2 separate regions of the Pan troglodytes genome follow, and region 1 is linked to region 2. The links are chromatin contacts, called in public Hi-C maps. All regions are on one chromosome and are shown on one strand. The core of a region is the stretch at or near the end of the contact, and the rest is flanking DNA. Distances in the headings are between cores, read along the strand shown.

Region 1 (5,066 bases), core at 2,496-4,995, 160 kb after region 2:
GCTGCCTTTTCACTCGGTCGGCTGCATCCCCCTGACCTCCTTTTGCCCACCTGCCCTGGCAGGGCTGTTACACAGTTCACAGACAGTGTGTGCCGAGAGCTTGAAAGCACAGGGCTAGACACATGGTCACTTTTTTTTTTTTTTTTTTTTTAGATATGGAGTTTTGTTCTTGTCACCCAGGCTAGAGTGCAATGGCGTGATCTTGGCTCACCGCAACCTCTGCCTCCTGGGTTCAAGCGATTCTCCTGCCTCAGCCTCCCGAGTAGCTGGGATTATAGGCACCCGTCACCACGCCCGGTTAATTTTTTGTATTTTTAGTAGAGATGGGGTTTCACCATGTTGGCCAGGCTGGTCTTGAACTCCTGACCTCAGGTGATCTACCCGCGTTGGCCTCCCAAAGTGCTAGGATTACAGGCGTGAACCACTGTGCCCAGCCACGGGGTCACTTTCACTAAGCCCAGAATGAAATGGGTGTGGACAATTTACACAGCACGGGCTTTGTATCTGTGGACTTGAGCCGACCTCTTGGGGCTCTGACCCTCTCGCTCCCTGCCTCAGCAGTGGTCACTGTCCCTTTGTGGCCCATCCCTTCATGGTACCACTCTGCAGCCTGGACATGAATGTGACTGCTGCCAATGGCTCACTCCGGGGCTGGCAGCGGGGCCAACTGCAAGGGTGTCCACTGCTGGGCTCAGACTTCAGGGGGGTTGTGAGCACCAGACACCCAGGAAGGTCATGGCTGTGCGGCCACTCTGGCTGCCCCCTTCCCTGAGCCAAGGCACCAGCCTGCGCCAACACTCCTCCCACACACCCCGGGGAGCACCCGCTGCTTACTCAAAGTCCCCATCCCGGTACTTGCCGAAGGCCTGGAGGACCACAGTGCTGACCGCCATGAGTGGCTTCACCACACAGAACTGCAGGGTGGCCTGTTGGGGGGAAAAGGAGGTTGAGTGTGGAGGAGGAGCACAGAAGGCATGAAGCAAGCCCTGCCTCTGGCAGACGGAACTGTACCGGATGGAGGGACAGAGAGGATGAAGGAGACGGAGAGGACAGAGGGATGGAGGGACGGAGGGATGGAGGGGATGGAAGGATAGAGGAGATGGGGGAGATGGGGGGTGGCTACGTGTCCTGCTCCCAGGGGACTGCTGTCTGCGCGGGGCGGGGGGCAGAACATATAGGAGATGCAGCCAGCGCAATGCCGTATGTGATACGAGCATGTAGAGGAAGGGAGGAAGGGAGGAATGGTGTGGCAGGGCACGATGGAGGCGGGAGACAGGAGATGCACACAAGGAAGCTTCTCGAGCCAGGACCATCAGGTGGGTGCCGGAGATGAGAGGCTCGACAGGCAGAGGGGGCAGCTTGCACCAAGGCCCCGAGGCGGAGGGTGGACAGGTGCAAGGGGCTGCGCACTAGAGAGGTGGCTGAGGAGATGGGCAGGGCCAGGTCCTGGAGACCTTGGTGCCCGGGGCAAGGCTAGGGCCCTGCTCAAGGAACCAGCCACCGGGAAGCCGGCGCAGGTGAGGGCCTCCTCCCATCCTCCACGTCCACCCCCATCTGGTTCCTAGCCCTACTCTCTGGGCCTGGGTCCAGGGTCTCTGGTCAGCAGAGGTCACTCTGGGGATGGAGGTGACCTGCAGGAGCCCAGAGCACGTGGACTCCAGAGTCTCGAAATCTGAGTTTGAACTCTGGGGACAGCTTGGGCAGACACTTGGCCTCTGAGCACAGACTCCCTGATGAAAAGGATGTAGTCACTCCCCACACCACAGGGCCACTGCTGCGGGGATGGCACAGCCAGGAAGCGCAGCATCTTCCCGGGAGTCTCCCGCCTCTGTACATGCACTAACGGCGCCTGCTAGCTGGCTGAGCCACGGAAAGAGTTCCTCAGCCAGGTTTTCCCGATTCCCTACGGGCGGACCCATGGTGCCCATAACATCACTAGTATCACCATTATCTTGAAAGCAAATAAATCTAAGCCCTAAGACCCCTTCTGAAGAGCTGGGGGAGGTGGTGGTTAAATCCAATCCAAAAGGCTCAACTAGTGTAGCTGCAAAGAGGACGAGGAGCCTGGAGAGGGAACCGTGATCCGTGAAACCTGCAGCTTCTGCCCCAACTGGGGATCTGAGTGGGTCTTGCAGGGGAGCCCCAGGCAGCCCACACCATGGGGCTGCCATACGGAGAGGCCCGCGTGATGGGGCAGACGTGCAGTCCCACTCTCAGAAAGCCCCACAGAACGTCCCTGGCCCTGTCATCCCGCCTAGAGAAGTGGGACTGGCACCTTCTGGGGAAAAGGGAAGAACGGCAGTTTGCATGAGTTCCAGTTCTGAGCCTAGCAACAGGCTGGTGTTTCCCTGGGTCAGCTCACCTGGTACTCATGACAGCCCCCTGACGTGGGTGCTGTCATTATCCCCATGGTACAGGTGAGGAAACTGAGGCAGAGAGAAGCTGAAGCAGCAGCAGCAGCAGCAGCAGAGCCCAGGCCAGCAGGCCCCAGAATCATCACCTGACCATACCCTGGACCAGTCAGCAGTTCCCAGGCTGGGCTGGACATCAGAACCCCCAGGGAGCTTTAGACATGTGCCAGGTTCCAGGGCTCCATTCCAGAACTTCTCCTATGGGCTAGGGTAGTGGGTGGTTGATCTGGGAATCTCTACTTTAAGTAGGGAATCTCTCCAGAAGGTCTGGATATTGAGCACTGGCCCTGAGGAGTCAAAGGCCTGTCTCTGTGCCTCTAGGACAAAGCTGTGGGGTGTGCTCTCTCGCCCTGGTAAAGAAAGGAAGAGGCCTCTTTTGTTCTCTTTCTTCTTATATCTCTCCCTGCCACCGCCAGGAACAAGAACAGAACATCTGAGCCCACAGGGCTGGGGAATAATTTCTAACAAGGCCACACTAGCTAACAATCATGAAATCAAAATTTTGTAGACAATATAATCATCAAACAAGGCAGTGAGTCACAGCTGGCCGGAACCTGGGTGGCTGCACCAACTGGTAAACAATGGCTCTCAATGCCCCACCCTGAACCCAGGATAGTTTTAACTCTTTCCCTGCAGGTCCAGTGGTGAGATTCTGAATTTAGGAACATGCTAGGGAAGGAAGGTCTGGAAGCAGAACTGGAGACTTGGCATGTTCAGGTGGAGGCTTTGTGGGTGTGCCCGCCCTGTGGCCTGGGCCCTGCACAGAAGGGAGCAGCAGGCCCCGCCCTCCGGGGCCATCGTGACTTGGCTGTGGGTTTCATGTACTTTCGTGACTACTCTTGGCGAAGCTGGAGGGGCTGACATGACAGAGCCCCTACGGAGCCCCAGAGGAGACTAATGCAAGGTCATGAAGAGTGGGTGTGATCCCCTCAGACTCTGCCTCCCTGAACAGGAGGCCGTGGGCTCCACCACACCGGGCTGAAAGCTCTACATCCATGACCTCATCTGATCCTCACAACCATCTCTCGAGAGGACTATCATTACACTCATTTTACAGTGGAGGAAACTAAAGCTCAGAGAGGGCAAGCCAATTATCCAAGGTCACACAGTCAGAGGAAAAGCTGGAAATCAGGCTCAGATGGTCAGACACCCAGGCCCACACACTGAGCGACCCCACCACACTGCCCCCACCCAGGCTACTCTAGACCACAGGGAGGTCAGCCCAGGAAGCTAGAGCGGCTGGATTGCCAACCAGGAAATGCAGGGAGAGACGGAGAGACGGCAAAGGCCTGTTCTGGCGTGTGTCTTTAATGCCAAAACCCTCCTGCCCCCTAGCTGCAGCTGATGAGAAGTTTTCAAATGGAGGTTCTAGAATCCCCATGCACTTCTGATTTTCACACACACTGAGACTTGGTCACATGAGCAAGAGTCTGGGATCAGCTCTTGCCCACAGTGCAACAGACACTCCCAGGATGTCGGTCACTGCCCCTCCAAGCACACCCTGCTAATGTGGTATCTGCCTAACAGCTTCGGGGGGTGGGTGCTGGGGGCCTGGGGTGCCTCATAGGAAAGGGGACCTCTAAGGTGGGGCCCAGGGCAGCCCACAGCAGGGCCTCCCAGACCCCACCCTGCTCCTCCTGACCTAGGCAGCTGCTGGGGGCACACACCTGTTTGCAGAACCTCAGAAATCCGATGGAATAAGTCTTTCCCCAGAGGCAGCAGGTGCCATACACACAGCTGGACCTGGAAGAGACAAGCATAGCAGGCAGTGGCAGTGAGTGAAGAGCCAGGACTTGGGAACAGTGGGGTGGGGAAGGCCGCCCTCCCACCCATCCAGACGAGCTGGGGCACACATTCTGGGCAGACTTTGAACCCGAGGCCAAGCACAGGGAGAGGCATGGCAGGGCATCCGCACATGCCATAGGCAGAGGGACACAGGGCTGCACTGGCCCTGGGGTGACAAACCAACTTGGAGAGCTCTGAATGTAAAAACTGCAGGAGGCAGAAACAGACAGGAAAGCACTAAGACTGAGACAGGAAGAGACAGAGAGAGAAAGACTGAGCCGCAGAGGCCCTCCTAAAACGCCCAGAAGAATGGCGTTGCTCAGGAAATGTGGTGAGGCACAGCAGGTCAAGGTCACGGGCAGACATGGTCTGTGTCCAGCTGGTGCCAGGACGGCTCGAGGTACACCAGGCCCAGGAAACGGGGTGGTTTAGGGCTCCGGGAAGACTCCATACTCACTCAATGGGTTTTCCTCTGATCTCCGACATGATGGAACTTTCTCCTCCTAGGTACTCATAGCACAGGCTCAGGAAATTATAGATGACCAAGGCTGCGAAGAGAGTGTCCAGGAGAAACCAGTCAAATCAGCAGAATGGGTCCACAGATGCTGGGATCCTAAACAGCAATGGAGGTGAAAGAGCCACAGCCGTGTGTGGCAACAGGGAGGAGGCTGGGGGACATAAGGTTGTGCAAAAGGAGCCCGTCAAGAACACAGACATCTGACCTCCCACTCCTAAGTTCAAAACCCGGCACACCTAAATTATCTTATCCCGGGATGCACCCCTGCACTGGCCTAATACTATGAAGGGACTGTCGTGAGTTCAGGGTTATGTGGGGAGGCCAGAGGAGGCTGAGGTAAGGGTGGGTACTCA
Region 2 (4,958 bases), core at 1,911-4,410:
GTTCTGGCCGAGTTGGGTTGTGTGTGCCCCATTTGGCAGCCCTTCCCCCCTCCGCATCTCCTCCCCATCTCCACTCGCCAGGTCCCTCCCTGTCCTCTCAGGCTTGGTCATACCAGCTCCTCAGGTTGCCCGTGAGGACAAGAGCTCTTTGTATTTGCACACGGCCATGACAGGGATGCAGCATTGGCCCAGCTCCCCTGTTTGGGTGCTGGGCAGGGATTACTCTCCCATCTTACAGGTGTCCACAGGCGGGGAGTGACCTGCTTGTGGTCACACAGCTGAACTGGGGCCCGGGCCCGACTCCCACTGCAGCCCGCTTGCCGTTGGCCTACAGCTGCTCCCTGTGGGGTGGCCCCTGAGCACGCCTGTGTTTCATTCTGCGGGAGCAGTTCACACCCCACCTCTGACTCTGATTGCATCTGCTCATTTTGGTTTCCCTTTGGGACTTGATTTTTAAATCCTGTTTTATATTTGGATGAATGTGGTCCCAAGTTCAAGGGCTTTTGGTTTGCAAGGATGAGAGTGAACACAGCGCCCTCCCGTGCTCAGGCAAGTCCTCTTGGGAGAAGCCTTTGTCTCCTGAGCAGTTGTTAGAAAGTGGTTTGTGTAATTCCCTGATTCGCATCAGCCTTGCGGGGCTGGGGCTGCCCCTGCCCCTCCCCTTGGTGCCCCAGCACCAGGCACAGAGCAAGTGCTCAGATGTGCTGTTCGATGAGTAGAGGGATTCCTGGGGATGGGGTGTTTTGGGGTGGAGGAGGGAATAATCAGTGTAGGGAAATGACACGGCAAAGGCTTGGAGTGTGGTTTGCGTGGGGAGGGAAGAAGGAGAGCCTGACCTGGCTGAAGCACAAGACATCAGAGACCGCCGGGCTGTGGGCCCTGTGCCAGCCCTGTCCCCACTGATTCCCCAGGGCTTGGATGTAGAGTAGGAAGGGAGGGGCCTGGGATCAGACAGGGTCACAAGGTGGGGCCATGTCACAGCGCTCAGCCTGGCCCTTACTGGGGCTTAGGATTCTTTTTTTTTTTTTTGAGACAGAATCTCATTCTGTCATCCAGGCTGGAGTGCAATGGTGCGATCTCAGCTCACTGCAACCTCCGCCTCCCAGATTCAAGTGATTCTTGTGCCTCAGCCTCCTGAGTAGCTGGGATTACAGGCACGCGCCACTACGCCCGGCTAATTTTTGTATTTTTAATAGAGATGGAGTTTTGCCATGTTGCCCAGGCTGGTCTCAAACTCCTGACCTCAAGTGATCTGCCTGCCTCAGCCTCCCAAATTGTTGGGATTACAGGTGTGAGCCACCGCACCCGGCCTTGGGCTCAGGATTCTCAGTCCAGAACAGTCTTGGCGGGGAAGGGGCTCAGGGTCTGGAGCCTCGCTAACTAGTCTGTGTGTGCTGCTCTTCCAGGGGGAGGTGACCATCCACTACAACAAGCTGCAGGCGGACCCCAAGCAGGGCATGTCCCTGGACATTGGTAAGCTGGTCAGAGCAGTTACGGGTGTCCAGCAGCCTCCCTGGATGGGCCCTGGCCCAAAGGAGAAGTGCCACAGCCAGCCCTGCCCTCCCCTTTATGACAGGAGAATCCAGAGTTACATGGCTGTGGGCTCTGACCTCTGACCAAGCAAATCTGAAAGGCCTGGGAGGCCTCCCGGTGCTCTCCCTGCGTCTGTTCCTGTACTCTGTCCCTGGTTTCTCACTCCCCCGCGTTTCACCCCTACCTCCCCGCTTCGGCCACGTCCTCTGGGAACTTGCTACCCTAGGGTTGTCCTTTGCGGGCCAGCGCCTCGGCTTCCATGGCCCGGGGCCTCACTCTTCATAAAGGGAGAGCAGCCTAACCCTGGCCTGGCGCCTCATGCCCTCTAGCACAGCGCACTCCTCCCTGGCCTCTCCTGCCATCAACTCCCAGGGGGACTCTGGATCTGAACTGGACCTCAGGCGTTGGGCAGAGGGTCTGCGCCCTGGGATAAGTTCCCTCCTGTTAGAGGGGCTGAGCCTCGGTTCTGTAGAAACTTTGAGACTCAAGAGCTGGACAGCAGCTTCGAGTCCTCTGGACTGGCCGCTTCACATTACGGATCAAAGCCTGAGACCCAGAGAGGGCACTGCAGCCCCTGGTGAGCGCACACCTAGGTCTCAGCTCCGGAGCCCAGCAATCCTCTTCATACACCCTAGGGCCAGAGGCCAAGGGGCTAAGGGCAGGCTGGATCTATCTGGGAGCTCCCTCCGAAACCCTCTGGTTCCAACACAGGACTAAGTCCCCTTCCTAGGACTAAGCTGGTCAGATGCAGTAATTGAGTCTGGGGTCCGAGCTTCATGGTCGTTGATGGTGCCCATTACTTTCACATAACCAGCCCAGGGCCCCTCTTCTCTCCCTCTCCTTTATGTGACACCCTAGGTCCTGATGTGACACAGAGGAGGGGAAGAGGCCTCCTTGGCTTCCATTAGCCTGTGCTGAGCCCGGGCAGCATTGGGCTCTCAGCGACCACCAGTTGATGTTGCGCAGCAGGCCCTGGGCGAAGCACTTCATGTTTAACTGCCCAGGCTCCCAGCACCTCTGTGAAGCAGAGGGAATAGGGCAGGGGCCTAGGACCTCCCCACTGGACATTCCCCACTTCACAGCCACCCCCAGCAGCCCTTCTGCCCACTATGGGGTGCTCCCTGTGAATGGAGGTAAGGCTGGGGGCAGGGATGGCCTCTGGGCAGCCACAGACTCACCAGGTCCTTTGTCCCCCGCTCAGTGTTGAAGAAAGTCAAGCACCGGCTGGTGGAGAACATGAGTTCAGGGACCGCAGATGCTCTGGGCCTGAGCCGAGCCATCCTGTGCAATGGTGAGTCCCTTCCCACCCAGCTGGGGCCCTGGGGACTCAAGCCCAGGCTGAGAAGAGGGCGGGGCACCATGGCTGCCCACCAAGCTGCTGTGGGTCCCGCGGGTCTGACCCTGGCCTCTGCCCGTGGAACTGAGAAGTCACCATCTCTGCATCCCCAGAGGCCTCTCCAGCTCCCGGAGGGTCCACAGCTGTCAGCTGGGCTGTCTTAGCCAGTGTCCCTCAGGTCACAGATGGGAAAACAGACTTAGTGTGGGGAGGTGCCTCTGCCCCTGCCCTCAGCCCCCTTACCCCTCACCCCAGCACTCTCGCTGCCCACCTCCTGCCTCCTTTGTCCAGGAGGTGGCGCTGCTGCCCTTGCTTCTGCAGGTCCTCCCTTCGTGGTGGCTGCGCAGGCGAGGGGGGAGGCGTGTACATGCACATTTACACACGCATGCACACATGCGCACACACTTTCCCTCCCTGGGGTGGCCAGCGAAACACTCAGTCCCCCTCCTACCGTCGCCAGTCCGAGTTTAAAAATAGCAGCAGCTCTGCAGTGTGCCTGTGGGGTAGATATAAATACCTCTAGAAATTGTAGGCTCAGCTGGGCACACTGGGCTTTATTGGCTAGGGAAGTGGGGGTGGGGACTGAGCTTGTTCCAAATGGTGTACAAAAGTGGCGGCTGCTATTTTCAGCCTCCTGGTGCCTATAAATCCCTGTTACTGTAGTTACCAGCCGTTGAGATGAAATTAGAACTGGTTGTTGTGTTTTTCCCCCCAAACCTTGCAATTTCCCTGGCCTTAAATAGGGTTTCTAAAATTGAAGCTGTCATGATGTCCCATGACCCAGCTAAAAACAACAACACGATGCTTACATGGCTCCTTTCCTGCCGGCTGGCCAGGTGCTAAGGCTCTGGGGAGTCCAGGCCTGGAGGCCACCGGGTGGCCAAAGCCTCCCCAAGACCTCTGAATTGCTCCCTTCCTTCCCCGACAGCCTGTCGCACTGCCACCTCCCTGCCCAGAGAGGCCTGAACACAGCCTCCGCTCCTCCCCTCTTCTGCTAAAAAACCCTGACCCAGGTCAACACAGGAGGCTGGGGAGCAGAGAGCGTCTGACTGCCCCACCTCTCCCCTGCAGCCCTCACCATCACACTGCTGCCCATCGCCCGGCCACTGGGCTGGCTTCTCTGCTGGGCTTTCAGCCTTGAGAGCAAGACTTGGCTCAAAGTGAGCCTGACATGGTGGCTGGCACACAGTAGGTGCTCAAGAAACACTGAGCCAATGAGTGATCACCAAGGCCTCTTCCCAGTGTGAGCTCTCTCAGCCTTCCTGAATTTCCCCCTCCCTCCCCAAGTTGCGTTTTCCCTTCTGAGCCATCTGTGTGCTTGGGAGGCAGAGACCATGTCCTTCCTGCGCTAGAGGCCTGGCTGCTCCATCTCCATTCCTATGGCCCCTGCCAGCCTTCCTCCCCAGCTACCAGCAGGCTTTGTGATAGAAGTGTGGGAGTTTTGCCTGCTAGGCACGGACCCTCCGCTGGCCATGAGGAGGGCCTAGTCATTTACAAAACACCTTTGAACCCAGCTGACCCGAGGTGCCAAATCCCCCTCCCTGGGACCCCTGATCTTTCCCATCCTGGTTCTCCTCTGGGGTTGCCTCTCCCCTCCCCAGCATGGCCCTGGGCCTCCTGTGGCTTGCTGAGCCCACTGACCTCCCCTCTTCTTTGAATCCCGACAGATGGGCTTGTCAAGAGGCTAGAGGAGCTGGAGCGGACCGCCGAGCTGTACAAAGGTGGGTGGGGGGTGGCCTCGTCCTGGCACTAGCTCTGCCCCAGAGAGCATGCTCTCAGCAGAGTGGCAACAGGGGTGCTGGCGCTAGGAATGCCAGCCTACAAAATCCTAGGACCATGGGCATTAAGAGTTCTTAAGAATATATACTTCTTCTGAATTTAAAAATAACTCAGGGGCCTGGTGCAGTGGCTCACACCTGTAATCCCAGCACTTTGGGAGGCTGAGGTGGGCGGATCACTTAAGGTCAGGAGTTTGAGACCAGCCCGGCCAACATGGTGAAACGCCATCTCTACTGAAAATACAAAAATTAGCCAGGCATGATGGTGTGTGCCTATAATCAGTACTCGAGAGGCTGAGGCATGAGAATCG

What was found. A called contact is a pair of places that touch in the nucleus more often than the background predicts.
Region 1: a contact with region 2 is called in a Hi-C map of stem cell-derived neural progenitor cells, with 3 times the contacts expected there. The contact joins two enhancer-like sites. A contact is called at or near these places in 2 of 7 Hi-C or Micro-C datasets (induced pluripotent stem cells and stem cell-derived neural progenitor cells).

Annotation. Positions count from the first base shown.
Region 1 is chr23:40,234,851-40,239,916 of NHGRI_mPanTro3-v2.0_pri, forward strand. TMEM184B (transmembrane protein 184B) reads right to left here. Exons shown (of 9, transcript NM_001251859.3): 4 at 4,654-4,744; 5 at 4,079-4,154; 6 at 835-926. Among named protein-coding and RNA genes, the nearest start is that of MAFF, 26 kb to the left of the region's middle. Within about 2 kb of position 3,746, at least 10 of the 24 cell types and tissues checked have an H3K27ac peak or open chromatin away from gene starts, as enhancers often do. A contact at or near this core is called in induced pluripotent stem cells and stem cell-derived neural progenitor cells, where this site is marked.
Region 2 is chr23:40,075,876-40,080,833 of NHGRI_mPanTro3-v2.0_pri, forward strand. PICK1 (protein interacting with PRKCA 1) reads left to right here. Exons shown (of 13, transcript NM_001280533.1): 5 at 1,407-1,473; 6 at 2,735-2,824; 7 at 4,537-4,590. Among named protein-coding and RNA genes, the nearest start is that of PICK1, 11 kb to the left of the region's middle. Within about 2 kb of position 3,161, at least 10 of the 24 cell types and tissues checked have an H3K27ac peak or open chromatin away from gene starts, as enhancers often do. A contact at or near this core is called in induced pluripotent stem cells and stem cell-derived neural progenitor cells, where this site is marked.